Regions from separate parts of the Mus musculus genome. Here region 2 is linked to region 1. Evidence: chromatin contacts called from public HiChIP or PLAC-seq data. All regions are on one chromosome and are shown on one strand. The core of a region is the stretch at or near the end of the contact, and the rest is flanking DNA. Distances in the headings are between cores, read along the strand shown.

Evidence for each region. HiChIP or PLAC-seq counts read pairs in DNA pulled down with a chosen protein or histone mark.
Region 2: a contact with region 1 is called in a FOXA1 HiChIP or PLAC-seq map of pancreatic cancer cells. The contact joins the enhancer-like site here to the promoter of Mtmr4 in region 1. A contact is called at or near these places in 4 of 39 promoter capture datasets (hippocampal neurons, liver and pre-B cells), 1 of 115 datasets of contacts at active chromatin or transcription factors (pancreatic cancer cells) and 1 of 9 other capture datasets (liver).

Annotation. Positions count from the first base shown.
Region 1 is chr11:87,589,425-87,597,326 of GRCm38.p6, reverse strand. Mtmr4 (myotubularin related protein 4) reads right to left here and starts at 5,161. Exons shown (of 19, transcript NM_133215.2): 1 at 5,077-5,161; 2 at 3,894-3,938; 3 at 42-131. The coding sequence starts at 3,896. Septin4 (septin 4) reads right to left here. Exons shown (of 14, transcript NM_001368775.1): 11 at 7,763-7,859; 12 at 7,509-7,671; 13 at 7,272-7,318; 14 at 6,784-7,011. The coding sequence ends at 7,300.
Region 2 is chr11:88,611,268-88,619,169 of GRCm38.p6, reverse strand. All of the region lies in intron 5 of Msi2 (musashi RNA-binding protein 2), which reads left to right. Among named protein-coding and RNA genes, the nearest start is that of 0610039H22Rik, 4.0 kb to the left of the region's middle. Within about 2 kb of position 5,014, at least 148 of the 459 cell types and tissues checked have an H3K27ac peak or open chromatin away from gene starts, as enhancers often do. A contact at or near this core is called in pancreatic cancer cells, where this site is marked.

The sequences.
Region 1 (7,902 bases), core at 3,912-6,411:
GCAGGAAGCCCCTCCCACCATGAGCCTCCTGTTCTCCTTACCTGAAGATTCTCCTCCTCCTTCACCAGTTCCTTGGGGGGGAACAGATCCTTGGCTTGGATGTACTCCAGGCTGGGGGGGCCCTCCTCACCCTGCAGGGAGGCCATAACCTTGAGTTTGCCACCCCACCTGGCTCCTAAGGCTCATTCACTTTGCTCCTCTACCAACAAACCTACAGACACCTTCCTTTGTTTTAAAGGAGACCTGACTTGGCTGGAGGAGGAGTAGAATAAAGTGGTACTCAGGGAAACGTGAACTAAGCCAAGGAGGAACAGAGAATCTGTACCGCTTAAACAGACTTCTCCTTTGAACCAAAATTGCAAAAACCGTGAGGAAGGGAGGGAATTAAGAAAGCCTCCTACCAGAATAAGACTGGTAGGGTTGGGAGAGGCACCTGAGGCACAGGAGCCAGCTGAGGTAGCTGGCTAGAGAGAAAGAAAACAGGCCCCTCCAGCCACTCAAGCATCAACCTGGTGGGTGGAGACAAAGAGGAGGAGGTTGGGGGGATTCAGTCCCATGCCTCTAGAGGGCCTTTGTGAATGCCTTCAAAAAGGAAGCCTGTGTTTTGGAGCTGAGCTGATCTTCCCATTGGGCTCTCGATATGGACAAGCCCCCACTACCTGCCAAGCAACCTGCCCCGCCTGCTGATCTGAGGGGAATTCCTAAGGAATACCCATAGCTAGCTGAAGTCACTCTGCTCCTAAACACCAAGGGAGAAGAAAAGAGGGAATCCACACTCAGGGAGGAAGCAGGAGACCCAAGGACAGCCAGGGGAGAGAAGAGGCCTGGCAGACACCTACGGGGGGGGGGGGGGGGGGGGCACGACATCTGAGAGGACAGATGGGGAAGCTGGGAAGGAGCATTAGCCAGGGGAGGAGGGGAAGACTGGGGATGATTCAGAGATACAGAATCCTGCAGAGGCAGGGAAGATGGAGAAAAGAGACTGTCTGGGGGACAGTCAAGGAGAAAAGACTGGTATGTCAGGTGAACGATGGAGTATGTGAGGGGGAGGGGACTGGAGACCTAGAGACAGCTCACAAACATCTAAGCTTCTCGTTCAGTTCAGCCCCGTAACATCCCACACAGCCTACCAGGCACATCCTACATCCCCAAGCAAGGATGAGGCGGGTGGGACCAAGATGGAGAGGAGGTAATGGGATGTACCCCTGCAGGGCGGGGCCTGGAAATCTGCAGTCAAGGGCAGTGGCTGCAGAGCCAGAAAGAATCACAGAATTTTCATTCCCAGTACCCGCTTTCCTGAAGCAATTCAGAGAAAAGAGCTAACCCGTATCCCCTGTCCCTAAGGTTTGAGGTCGTGTCGGGGTCTTTGGGCGGGGCTGTGGGTACAGCATGCGTTGGGTGCTCCCCCCACCCCCGCCCCAGGCCCTGGCAGGACAGGCCTGGCACTTACGAAGCAGCTAAGCATGGAGCAGGAGACGCGGGCGGTCAGGCTCATGGTCACGGGCTGTCTGGACCAGCGCACATGTCCCCGGAGCCGCTGCGCTGCCCGCCAGCCCCGGGCACCCGCTGCATCCCGGCTGCGGGGCCCGCCTGATGCAGCCACGGCCAGAAGCAAGCGCCCTGGCGCCAGGACCCAGCCTCTGCTCCCGCGCGCCTCTCCCCTCCTCTCCACAATGGAGCGGGCTCGGCTCCGCCCTCTGGCAAGAGCGAAGGGAGGGGAGCTCAGCGACAGGAGAGCCCAGGACTCCGCCGAGGAGGTGGAGGCGAAGGCGGAGGCAGAGAGGCTCCTCCCGCCCCGCCCGCCGCCCTGGCTCCGCCCTCCCCGCAACCTGGGCAGCGGGGGAGACAACCACCACCACCACCACCACCTCTCCAGGGAACTCTAGGGACATTCTAGAGTGGGACGAGGGCCCGCCCCAGGACTGCTCAGAAAGAAGAAGCGAGTCCGCCCACACCTTTTCATTTCCCATCTTTCCAGGTGTGCTACCCTACACCCTGCTTGTCGCACAGTTCCCACACCCTCTTCCCTTTTCCCAGAGCACTCTACGCTTGCTGCAGATCCTAAGATGGAGCTCTCCCCACGTTCTTTACAGCCCCAAGCCTGCCTTCTTTCCCTCCGAAACCACGGCCCAGCACGCTCTATTCACTGCCTCCCTGCTTACACTAACCTCCGTTTGTCCTCTTAAAAAGACTATTGGTCTAGTCTTATCGTAGTGGACATGCCACACTTCTCTAAGGGAAACCCTTGGACTTTGTATCTTACCATCCTCACGAACCCTCCTTAGTTCCATCTCTCCCTTGATTCCCAACCACAGATAAGAAAATCCTTTGGAAGAACTTCTTAGTCTAAGAGAAGAACTGATTATGGGTCACTGAAGCTATAGAAAGCTACAACGAAAACAACAACAAAACTCAAACCCCAGGAGTAGAGCAATGAATAGTGTTGGGTAGAGAGCCAAGGCATAAGCAGTTCGTGATAAGCAAGCGGCTTGGTGTCTCCAAAAGTAACAGAAAGCTTACTACAAACTCTTACACTTCCTGTACCTGGTAACCTCACAAACCAGGGCTTTTGTTTGGGGGGACTTGGGATGAATTTTTAATTACGTACTTACAATAATGGCCAGCAGTGGCAAGCATGACCCTAACTCTCCAAGAATAAAGCTGGAGCGCATTTCACGGGTGAGACTGTAGGCTTAGAGAGAAACGGTGCAGTTCTCCTAAGTGGTGGTGCTACGATGAAAGGAGACTCAGTGCGAAGTGCACAGCGTTCTCAGTGCACCACCGAGTTGGAATAGGGGATGAGCTATCAGTCCAAGGGGGCAGGCTCAGCAGTAGGCTCTCTGGAAAGAGCAGGGGCTAATGCACACATCACAGAGAGAACCAGGAGAGGAGGGACTTCACCACTGGCTGAATTCATTAACCTGTGACCCCTGGAAGGAACTGAAGAGATACAAAGGCTAGGTCCTGCCTGGAAAGGGCTTCAGTCTCCTTCATCATAACGGCTGAGCCCTAGCTCTCCCACCAGGACGGAGAGGACCCACCGTCAGAAGGCTGGCCAGGTAGATACTCAGTCAGCTGTCACCTGCAGTGGCTTAATAGACTGCAACACCTGGGAGCTGGAAAAGGCCTACAATTTGGGTGGAATCACTCCTGGGACAGCACCAACAATATATTCATGAGACTCACTGGGAGTTCAGGGATCTTATTTAAACACAAAACCAAAAAACCATGGAGTCTTTTCTGGAACTCACTACATAAGACTTGGCTGACGTCACTGAGAATCACCTTTCTCTGTCCCCAACTGATGTGATTAGAAGCCTGTGCCACCACGCCCTGAAGTTCAGGAATCTCAGATAAGAAAGACTTGTTTTCTTAAACCAGAATATGCATAGTTTTAACCGGGGATCCAAGTAAGAGGCGATATAGCGGTTTGTTAGAAGGGACGGCCTAACACCGAGAAAAACTACAAGCTGCTGAGCCCAGTGCTATATAGTGCCCGATATATATTTTTTTCAATCCTAAGAAACCATAAGCTAGATACATAGCTCAGTGTTAGAGTACTTGCCTATCATGTACAAGGCCCCACACTGCATTCACCTGCAATCTTAACACTTAGGAGATGGAGGGAGAAAGAGGGATTGCCCACAAGTTCAAGGCTGGCATGGGCTACATGTCTAGTACCAGGCTAACCAAAACTCTACAGCAAGAACCTGTCTCAAAACAACACTGCCCATCCAAAAAAAAAAAAAAAAAAAAGCATCAGGGCAAATGAGCCTGTTTAGGAAGTGAACAGAGTAACCAGGGGCACTAGGGCCAAGAGAGGTGGGGCAGCTTCCCTGAGTCAGACTGGAGGATGAGACACACAGTGGTATGAGGGAAAAGGAGCTACTCACCATTCTACCTTGGCGAGGGTCCTGGCTGCCTGCTCCTGCTCGTCACTAAAGGAGACAGAACACAAGAGGAAAGTGCACGGTCATTAACATCACCATAGAATCAACGATTGTCACACGGGTCTACCCCTGAACTTCTCTGCAACTCATTTTCCTCCACCACAGAGGATCCGGCGTCTCAAAAAGTCACCACACCAGTCAGGCAATGGAAGAAGCAACAAGTGACCCTGCCCGGTGAGAATTCCACCACAAAAGTTCCTGAGCAAGGCTAAGTATCATCCTAGCTTACTCAGCAGAACTCAAACGTTCTGATCCCCACACCCAGCAGTAGAGCACTCCAAACCCTGCTCTCTACAAAAGAGAAGAAATTCCAACTCTGAAGAGACAAAGACTGCCCAACTGGGACTCACTTTTGGCCCTGGTAGGGGCATGAATCCACAGGGCAGTTCGGCCAGTCTCTGAGTCTAGGAGTAGCACCCACCTGACCTGTTACTGGGGGCAGAGTCCAGAGCAGAGGACAAGAGGGAGAGGACCACAACCTGTGATAAAAGAGCAGCAGGGTTGGCCCGGTCCTGCTGAGCATACTTGAGACCAAGTAGGTGAAGGTTTGAGGGAGGAGGCCACACAACAGGAGCAGAATTAGGCCAGTCCGGCCTGGGAGACAACATCTGTCAAATGGGTCGAATTAACAAGGATTTCAAGTTAAGGCCTCCTGGGCCCACTTAGGGAGCCAGGTCTGAATTTCACCGACACTCCTTCATGTTTGGTATGCTCGAGGGGTGTGCAGCAGAGCCCCATAGGAGGCTACGGCGATTAAAGCCTCCATTGTGATCCTACCAACCTTCCCTCCCTCACGGGGGAGCCCGCAAGCGGCCAGCCGGAGGTGCTGCCTCACGGCTCCCTGGCTCGCGGCCTGAGAAACAGAGAGAGGAAGGGAGCGACAAGGACCAGGCCTAGGAGGCCCAGGGTTCTCACAGTTAGGGACTCTGGTCTTAGGGTGGGGGGTGGGGGAGGATGGGCTAAGCAGCCAGGAGATCCAGGTGCCCAGGTTTTAGGGGCGGGGCCAAGGCCTCGGAGGCGGAGCCCCAAATGACAGAGGGCGGGACTCAAGAGAGCCGGCGAGGGCCGGGCAGGACTTGGTCGTTGTGGTTCCCAGGCTGGCAGTGCACGGGGTACAGTGACTCACCCAGGCGGCGTCCGCCCGACCCTCCAAAGCCGCGCTCTCACCACTTCCGTCTCCCGCAGCTGCTGAGGCCGCGCAGCTCGAACCCCACCACGGTCCCTTGTCCCCAACCAATCGTATCTCTAGCCTCTACCCGCCCTGGCCAATAGCCACGCGAAGTCCCGCCCTGCCTCACCACGCAGCCGCCGCCCTCACTCTCCACGCTGCTCACTGGTCCAGTGGGCAGACGCCCTCTCAGCTTGTAACCTATCCGGCACCCGGAGACCAGACAGTACCCGGAGGGAGGAGGCTTGGCGCCAGAGAGCAGACACGACCAATAGGAAATCACAGCGCGTCCCTCTGGCAGCCAATGGGAGAGGAGTAAGAGGGGTCGCAGCCTAGGGCTCCGGGGACAGGAAGTACGGCCGCCCGTCGCCTACTGGTAGCGCAACTGGGGGGCGGGACATTGCAGGGAATGGTAGCAGTCACTTCCGGTGACGACCCCGCCCGAGAGGTAGTTCGCAAATGACCTCGCGGTGGCTCAGCGTTTTAACCCAGTGGTGTTTCTGTTTTGCTCCAGTAATGCGAGAAAGGAAGGGTAGCATGCCGGCTAGGAAAGGGGAAGGTCCCTTCCCAAACTCTCGGTTCCATCACTCTCGTGTTTCGTCGCCCGGTCGATGGAAAAGAAAATCCTGGATTTTTTTTTTTTTTTTTTGTCTGCGAAAGAGAAGAGCTGGGTTCGGGAACTGCTGAAGCCACAGGAATGGAAAACGTGAAAGACCCTCCTAGAAGGCCTGGGAGGAAGGAGCTCTCGGACTGGCAGCGCTGGCGGTTCCCTTTGCGTATCTGGACTGGTTGTTAACGACCGACCAACCTTGCCGTCCTTCGAGACCTGCATTGCCGCCAGTCCAGAGTCTCTCAGCCAAGAGAGAAAAACTGGGTCTGACTGCCATTAGCTAGCTGCGGCTTCTTAGTCTGTAAAAGGGGTAGAGGGACAAGACTGAAGCGCCTGGAGCCAGCACCGGGACGCAGGTCACCAGTAACGCTGGAGGTCTCCGTGATCCGCGCCACTACTAACCAAACTGAAGTGGCAAAGAGTCCTATTCTCGGCGGATAGTCCGAGTCCTGGAGTGGGTCTAGGCCCTGAGATCCTAGGCTAGTGTCCTCACGTCTTGGTTTCTGAAGTACTTACAGTTACTAAGTCATAGGAAAACAGAAATCTCTCCTGAGTTCACTGTTTTAGTTACAGGGTCTAGAACCCGGGTCTAACCTAGCGCATGCGTGATACTGAGCTCCTTGGAGACTATGGCATTTTGTTTTTCCCTATGTCCCAGCACTCTAATTACAGGACCTTCAGAATTTGTTCAGCACTGTACCACAAGCTTCCTGGAATTTGGAGCTTAATTCTGCATATCTATTTACCCAAATCTGGGGAAAGGCGGAAATCAGAGGTTGCCAGGTAGTTAATACCTTGTTTTTCCCAAGAGCAGCTACAAAATGAAGGTATTGTATACGGGAAACATGGAGGCTTGAGGCTCAGAAAGTGGAGCCAGAGTAGAAATGGTCAATAGGACAAGCTATGTTGTAAGCTGAGTGAACTCTATAAGCGAAAGGGAAATTTCCCCCTTTCTGTTTCCTACTAAAAGCCAGAAACCAGTACCCTTTCCATCAGCCTTTCAAACTAGTCATAGGAGCTATGTTTCCAGGAAATGGTAAAAATACAGAGACACCTGAAGCCACATATAGGTTAGTTTATTTCCTCTGAGTCTCTTGAGAAGTCAGCAGGGATATAAGGCGAACTGGTAGGAGCTGCGGGGGGTCCTGAGCAGAGCTGATGCAGGGAATAGAGGCTGGCATAGGCAGGAAGAAGAGATTTAAATATTCAGGTCCAAAAGCCAGTTAGTGAGTCTCCTTCATCTGTCTTTGGATTTTGTGTAACATCTCCTGCATCCGCCGCAGCTGAAACAGGCACATACATCATCAATGCAAGGTGTTTGATAGGAAGAGTCTGACTGTATTGAAGAAGTGTCCCCAGATTCTAATCCCTTGAGTCTGGGACTTTGGTGGCCCTTATGTATGATGGAAATGGCAGAACCACTCAACATCCCACCTATGTACCAGAGCATAAGGATAGGTCCTTCTATTCCCAAGCCAAGAGATAATGAGGCTTATCAAACGGAGGACTTCCCAGACTGACATCTGCATTGTATTGCTCTCACCTCTTCGTCTTTCTCCCGGATTAGCTTCTCAGTTTCTGGATCTGTCCCTGGTGGGACAGCAGGGATAGGGAAGTCAGTACCACTCTCTCTTGTCAGTTTGCTGAAGGGAGGGGGAAAGGAGGGTAGTAAGGTTGGGGGGACCCCAGCACCAACTTGAGTGAAGCCTGGGGCCTGCAGAGTAATAAGGGGAGGACTTGGGATTCCCCTGGCCAGCTTTGTCCTGGCTCCTGGTCATACTTGCGATTCCGTTCCTTCACTACTAGCCGGGTCATGCTCTGGATACACTGTGCCCTGTAGTTCTCGTAGTGTGTCTCTCGGGTCACATCCTTTAGGTCCTGCATGTGGGTACGCACCAGCATCGTCCTCAACTTGACAAAGTCGCAGTGACCTGGGTTTTCCACTGCATGGCAAGGCTAGGAGTCAGCCAGGGTCAGAGGTAAAGAAGAATTCCTAAGGGCAAGGGGACTCTGGTCCCAAGCTCAGAGCTTTACCTTCCACGATGCCCCAAGGGTAGAGGCGGCCTCGAACTCTCCGCCCCCTGGCTTCTACCACAGTGTTGCTGCCAATCACCGCAAATGGGATGCTTTCCTAAGAGAAGGTACAGTGGCCTGTCAGCATCCTTGTTCCATCC
Region 2 (7,902 bases), core at 3,765-6,264, 1.0 Mb before region 1:
GTCACCAGCCTTGTTGTTAACTGTGCTTCCTCCTCTGTCACGGGGAGGAGTGTGGGTTCTGAGCAGCTGTGTGCTACAGAGCACTGTAACCCTGAGAGAGGTGGTGACCTCTCTGATCCCCTGCAACCCCTACAAATAGAGCAGGCAAGAAACTGCTGAACAGACAGACATGTGGGCCTCTGCCAGAGAGAGGGGCCCTCCCATTACTGAGTAATTTGTTTTGGGTTAGTCCCCCGAGAGATGGGGGGGGGGCAGGGGCGTGTAGCACCTTCTCAGTTGCTTCTGGCTTTGCAAAGGGACATGATGCAATGCTCACACAAGATGTCAATTAGCTCTGAACTGGGAAGGAAGGGATGAGAGGGCCCAGCCTGTGCCTGGGTAGGGTGCCATTCTGTGAGTTCCTTCATTTCATGTGCTCCTGCGAGCAGAATCTGATACCAAGGATAACAGATGAACAAAAGGGGGGGTACCTTCATTTGTGTCAGGCTGGGCAGGCTTCCTTTCTGGTCTCAATACTGTATCTACAGTGTCCCTAGAGAATGATGGGACTGTGATCTGGAGGGGTTCAGAGGAGAAAGGAGCCAGGGTAACCCTCACCCTCCCTTAACAAGAATAGAAGACAGTAAAGGGCCCCAGAAATAAATAATTGTTAACCAGACTGATTAATCAATAGACTAATTAAAAATCAAACACCTAAGAACACCACGGTCTGGGTTAATTATAAACCAACATTGAGGCGTTAAAACTTGTCCAGCCCATGGCTTTGAATTATTAACTGAATGAGTTAATTTCAAGCCGTCAGCTTAGGTAGCTGTGAGATCCAGGGTTAGAAGGAGGGGAGTTAGTGTGCCCTTTCCTTCGAGGGCCCGCTTTGGCGCCACGATCTTTATCAGTGTTGCTGTTTGCATTTTAAATCAAAATATCCTAAATGTTAGGCAGAGCCTCACACGCTTCAGTAAACTGTGCCGAAGGAGCAGAGCGAGCCAGCAAGAGTTGGCCTACGCTTTTCTTTCCTGTTGAAAGAACGACCGGTCTTAGTATCCCAGCATTCCAGTGGGAGAAAGGGCTCTGATGAATGCTTTCGGTTTGCAGTGATGACCACCCCCCCCCCCCCGCCCCCAATCCTGGCCCCAGCTCTGGCCCTGGCCCCGGCCCCTGTCTTGGTTGCTCTTTAGTGTGTTGGTTGCTCTTTAGTGTATTTTTTTTTCCTCTTTCTGAGATCAAGGTCTAGGCGTGGGTTCTCAGAAGTCTCCCCTGACCACCTGCTCTGATTTGAGACCCCTATAACACTGGGTGATGGTTGAGTACCCTCTCCATGCTTATGAGGGGTTTTAACACAGGTTTTTGTTTTAAAGATTTATTTATGTATATGAGTACACTGTAGCTGTCTTTAGACACATCAGAAGAGGACATCGGATCCCATTAAAGATGGTTGTGAGCTACCATGTGGTTGCTGGGAGTTGAACTTGGGACCTCTGGCAGAGCTCTTGATCACTGAGCTGTCTGGGCCTCAGTGATGTCTCACAATGGAGACACAGGCAGCCAGGCTGTTGATGAAAACAGTATTTCACAGAGGCTTTTGTACAGCGCTTGCTATTTTCTAGAGGTCTTGCAGAACAGCCCTGTTCGAGTGCGCCACAACGGAGCTGCTCTCACACGATGCACGCGGGTAGGCTCGGTAACTTCCCCGAGTGTTGCCGTTTCCTTTCTTAATTTGCTAAATGGGCTTTAAAATGGGAGATAAATGTAAATTTCAGCTCCATAAAATAGTCACTTTCAAATGCTCATGACTCAAATTAATTAATTAAAAAACAGCTTAACGCACCACTCGTGCCTACAAATGCGCTAAGTGCGTAATGTCTGCTTCATTCCTACGGCGGATGGGGTCACATTACAAGTTCCATCGACGAGGGGGAGAACATGCTCGAATCCAGTCTCGACATTTACAGAGCAGAGAGCCTCCTACGGCTTGTTTACTTAGAACATTGACTACTGCTCCTGCCCTCTTCCCAATTACAGAAACATGTGGGAAACTTTGAGAAGCCATCAGTATTAAAAGTAAAATGCCCTTAGTCCCTCCATTTACCATTTCTACACGACCATTCTTAAGGCTTTTATGCATTTTCTTTCTTTTTGTCAAGACAAAAAAAAGAAATGGATATATGTGTATCTGTACATGCATTCATGCTTGGTCACACGTCATTTGCTGGTTTGTTTTCATAACTGTATCATGAACCTTTCTGCATATCATTCACCATTTTCTTTCTTCCCTTCCTTCCTTCCTTCCTTCCTTCCTTCCTTCCTTCCTTCCTTCCTTCCTTCCTTCCTTCCTTCCTTCTTTCTTTCTTTCAGATTTATTTTATTTATATGAGTACACTATATCTGTCTTCAGACACACCAGAAGAAGGCATCAGATCCCATTAGAGATTATTGTGAGCCACCATGTGGTTGCTGGGAATTGAACTCATGACCTCTGGAAGAGCAGTCAGTGCTCTTAACCGCTGAGTCATTCCTCCAGCCCCATTCACCATTTTCTAAAGACAAAGTTTTTACTGTCTCAATGGTATAGCAATTTAGAATTATACTTGATTATACTTGGTGGGGTCAACTCCTGTTACTGAATGGTTAACTTGTTAACAGTTTCTTACAAATAACACTGGTATATCAATATACTCACATACCTGTCACCTTTTATAGTATGTATATCAGGTGACATGACTGGGGTTGAAGACTATGGCTAATTTGTTCATTTGTTTTTGAGACAGGTCTTACTATGTTACCCTGGCTGCTGTGAATCTCACTAAGTAGGTCAGGCTGGCCTTGAATTTGAAGTAATTCTCCTGCCTCAGCCACCATGCTGGCCACTGTGAATATATTAGAGATGCTTTTATGTATGTGTGTACATGCAGTATGAGTGGGTAATAGAATTATATGACCACTAATATGTGATATTTTAAAAATCTAAACATCCTGCCGGGCATTGGTGGCGCACACCTTTAATCCCAGCACTTGGGGAGGCAGAGGCAGGAGAATTTCTGTGTTCAAGGCCAGCCTGGTCTACAGAGTGAGTTCCAGGACAGCCAGGGCTATACAGAGAAACTCTGTCTCGACCCCCCCCCCAAAAAAAACCCTAAATATCCATAATATGTGTGTTTATATTATATATAATATAATATATATTTAAATATAAATATATATTTAAATATATATTTTCAGATCATATTCTTCCCCTAGGGAAAAAGGAGCTATTTTATACTCTCAACATAAATCTGGGATATTAGCTTTGCTTGATTAGCGTTTCTATTGCTGTGATAAAACACTATGGCAGAAAACAGTTTGGGAGGAAAGGGTCTATTTCAGCTCATACTTCATCAGGTCACAGTCCATCACTGAGAGAAGTCAGGACAGGGACTCAGACAGGGCAGGAACCTGGAGGCAGGAGCCGACGCTGAGGCCATGAATGGTGGGATGCTGCCTCCTGGCTTGCTCTCCATGGCTTGCTCAGCCTGCTTCCTTAGAGACCCAGGACCACCACCAGCCCAGTGACCTTAGAAAATGTCCTACAGACCTGCGCACAGGCCAGTCCTATGGAAGCATTTTCTTAATTTAATAGTCTTCCCTCCCAGATGATCCTAGCATGTGTCAAGTTTACAAAACCAAAAAACCAAACAGACTAACAACAAACTAGCCAGCATAGAACTTAGCTTTTTAAAAATATCAACGAGTATTTCTAAAAATAAAAGGGTTAATGGTAGAACATTTGCCTGACATGCATTATAGGCTATAGGTTTGATTCCTAGCACTGGGGGAAAACAAAAATCAGAAAAAGACCCAGAGCTACTTGATTAGGCAAGGCTGAGTTTTCAGCCTTGAGTTTCTTGGTCCACTTGGCCCTGACTTTCCACATTTTGTTCTTCAGTGTGTTTGGTAGCCTCTCTCTGGGGCTTGTTGACCTACCTAACTTCTGAACACTAACCTACTTACTTGCCTAAGCAGCTTACATGGTTAACATTTACCCAAGTTCGTGGCTGGAAATAGCTTTCCTCTGAATCATAATTTACAGTGTAACTGTCCTGAGAAAGCTCTTACATGGGTGTGGGAAGAGGAGAGTGGGGAGCTGAGGGAAGCCCCACCCCAATCCTCATAACTGGCCCCCCCCCCCCTTCGTATTCACTACCAGCAAGCTTATCAGCGTGTTCCCATCCCCCTGCAGCTCTGTTCTTAGTAGGTTCGGATAAACAGAAAAGCACACCACACCTGTTCTCTATTTATTTCATCATACAAAGAAGCAACAGGTACTTTCTGATGTTAAAAATATAAACGAGACCGAAACCAGTATTGCTACCTGTTTCTAGAGGAACACCAGCGATTCTTCACCCTGCCTGCGTACTCTTATCATTGTGGGTCCTTTCTTTCATAGGCCACATTCAGTTCCAGGTGAGGGCATGTTTCAGATCATAGTTTGCAATTGTTTGCTCAAGAATGAGGACAGTTTTTCTGAATATATAGTGCATATTGATTAGCTGATTGCAAAAAATAAAAAAATAAAAAAGACGAAACGAAACCAAGACAGAATTCGGAGTAGGACACAGGGTTTACAGTCAGCCAGTGTTAAGCAGAGTTAGGGACCTTGGGCCTTGTCTTGTTTCTCTATTTCATTTTCTAGGTGAGAAAGCTGAGCCCCAGTAAACATTAGCACTAGCCTGTCCCAGGTCAGGCAGCTAGCGAGAAGAGAACCAAAACTGAAATGTCAGGCTCTGCTCTATGTCTTTTTGAGCGAGATAATGATCTGTTTTTAACACAAGAACAGAGACAGTATTTTGGTCTGGTTTCAGAGAGCTGAGCCTGATCCTATCCAGTTTTAAGCCAGTAAGGAATGTGTTGAGGAATGGGAAAATACCTGTAGAAAACATTAGGAGGTGTAGAGAAAGCTCCAGGCTCTGTGTTCAGAGCCCTGCAGCAGGTCTGGGACTGCAGGTAGCTACCACTCCCCGGGCATCAGGAAGTCCTTCTGAGTCAGAGAGGGCCTGCCACAGCTGCCGAGTCTGGAGCAGAGGCCACCATGCCATCTCAATCAGGAAGCCTCCATTGCTGCCACAACCCTGCTTCAAACATTCCAGAAAAATAGATTCTTCGGCGACACAGGATATTGCTACTGAAATAGCCAAACACCTCCCCGACACACACCCCCACCCCCCTCCGCTGCCAGGGGAAACAAAGCCCAGAACAAGCCACTTCCCCTTCTGAACCAAGCTGCAGGGCAATCCTGAAGAGGGATCTCCAGTTTTCAAATCTTACATAACAGAGAGGCCCGTGGGGAGGCTGATGGCATGGGTAAGGGTACCAACCAGTTCACCACGCCAGCACTGGAGTAAGGGACCGGATGATAAGAAATAGGCTGGAGCCTCCTGTGTTACAGCCATATATGGTAGACTAGCAAACAGGGGGAGCACCCCCAACAGAAACTGTGTACACAGACGAGGGAAGGAAAAGCACCCCCCAATTAATCAGCTAGAGAATATAAAAGACAAAGTTATATGGGAACTGTCTTGTCATAGGGTGGCGGTACTGATTTATATTGTTTTAAGATAAGCTGCTTGCAGTAACCATTGTTGTTCTGTAGCCATTAACATAAGTCATGTGTAGTAACATAGCTCAAACCCGGGCAAACAGAAGTTCAGGTCCAGGTCTAGATCCAGGCCCAGTTAAAAAGCTTTCCCATCAATCCCCTGGACTTCTATCCTGAAACATTATCACATAGTTAGGAATTCAGTATAGTGTATTGTTTTGGTTCTGTTTGCCCTGTACTTTTTTTCTAGGTCAGTTTCCTTAACACTATGGGAGGATCCTACATTGCTTCTCCTATCCAATTACTAACCGTGGCCCAGCCTGGTTAGCTTCCGAGATCAGACAATGCCGCGTGTGTTCAGTCTGTAGATTCTACATTGCTTTTCAAAGTCCAGACTTTCAAAGGATGGTTATCCCAGACCTCCCAGGGATTCCGTTTAACATTCATTCTGTGAACTGTTGGCATCTGTCATGTGCTTTAGGGTAGACTTGGCAGCTAGGACACAAGTCCCCGAATACTGTAGGGTGATTATGTTGGTTTCCAGACCTCTACCCCCTCAAGTGAGACTTCTAGGTGCTCCTGAACATTCCTGTACAGATGGGACTGTTGGCCACTGGGTGCCTAGTATGTGGTGTCTTACAACATGGGGTTCGAGTTTAATCTGGTTAATGTATCCTTGCTGGGCCGGGAGCGTTATTTGCAAACCTCAAGCACGATTAAATTAAAGACAAGGCTTATGGGAGGAGGAGGAAGAGAAAACTAGATAGAAGGTCAAACTTTTGGAGATGGTGGCTGGGTGCGTCACACTTAAGTCCTTGGCTGCGGGTGACTAGCACCCTTCCAGACATGTTCTGGTCAGGTAGGTCAGTAGGAGGCTGTCTGAAGTATTTCGCTGTGGTCACAGGGGTGTCCACCCTGTGGGCTCAGGTGCTATATGTGGCTGCACGTAGACCAGGATATTATGAGTGGCACCCAGCACCAAATCATAAACCTGTTTCACACATGGAATTATTATTTTTTTCTCTTGGTGGGTTAAGGTTAACTCATCTGCAAGGTTCTCAAGCATGAACTCTGCAGGTGACAACGTCATTGTGAAAAGGTTGGGCAAGCCTGGCTATCCAGCGAGGACTGGAGAGAAAGCCTTAGCGAGGGAATAGCCGTGGAAGTGCACCGTTGCTTCCAGAGTGGTTTGACTTTCTAGTCCTGCGGGTGCGGCTCTGAGCATGTTGAAATAGTGACAGCATACAGGATTGGGTGGGTTCCAGATGACTGGACTTCCCAGTGGTTGTGGAGGCCAGGGGCTCAAGGGGTGGGGAGCAGAGCCATTAAAACCAGGCAGAGCTTCTTGGATTAGTTGAAGATGAGGAAAACATGGTGAGGAAACATTATCACATAGTTAGGAATTCAGTACTGATTTAGAAAGGGAGTTGAAGGCATGCCCAGTGTCCTGATACTTTTTTTTTCTTCCTGTTTTCCTATTTTATTTTATTTTTTTGTCAACTTGAGACAAGCTAGAGTCATCTGGGAAGAGAACTTGGTTGAGAAAATACCTCCATCATATTTAATCAAGGTGTAGAGCATTTTCTTGACTAATGATCGATGTGTCAGGGTACAGTCCACTGTGGGCAGTGCCACCCCTAGCCACAGGAGGTCTTGGTTGCAGTAAGAAAGGTAACTGAGCAAACCAACAAGCAGGCCCTCCATGGCTTCCACTTCAGTTCCTTCCTTCAGGTTACTGCCTTGACTTCCCTCCATGAGGGATTATGAACTGTAAGCCAAAATAAACCGTCCCCTCCCCCACATTGCTTTCGGTCATGGTGTTCTATCACAGCAACAGAAGGTATCCAGCAAGAATCAGGGTACCCCGGCCACTCAGAGTAGATGTTGTTGGGGGATTCTGAGACACAGTGGCAGGGTAGGAAGGGGGAGGGACGTGGGGTAAACAGAAGATAAGGCTAAAAATGGGGGACTGTGCTCCCAGTTCCCCTCTTCCTCTTATGTGTGTGGTCCTGCACCTGGAGGACACCTATCTCCATAGGTTCTCTCTGCTGATTGTGTTGGCTTTGGCTGCCCAGGAAGCAGCTGCCTGAGTCAGCCTGTTCTGTCTACATTTGAGCTTACCTGCTTGCTCTAATTACATGATACTTGGGTTCCCTCTTCTTGCCCAGAGAAGATTTCTCTCTTTAGGTGATCAGCTATTGATGTCAGCATGGGATTAGAGTTACTTCTGTCCGTCTACCCCTCCAGCCCTATTAGGGGTTGATTGAAATTGAAAAATCATGCGTTGGGCCAAGTGCTAGATGAGCCGCTTAGCAGGCTCATGAAACTGATCA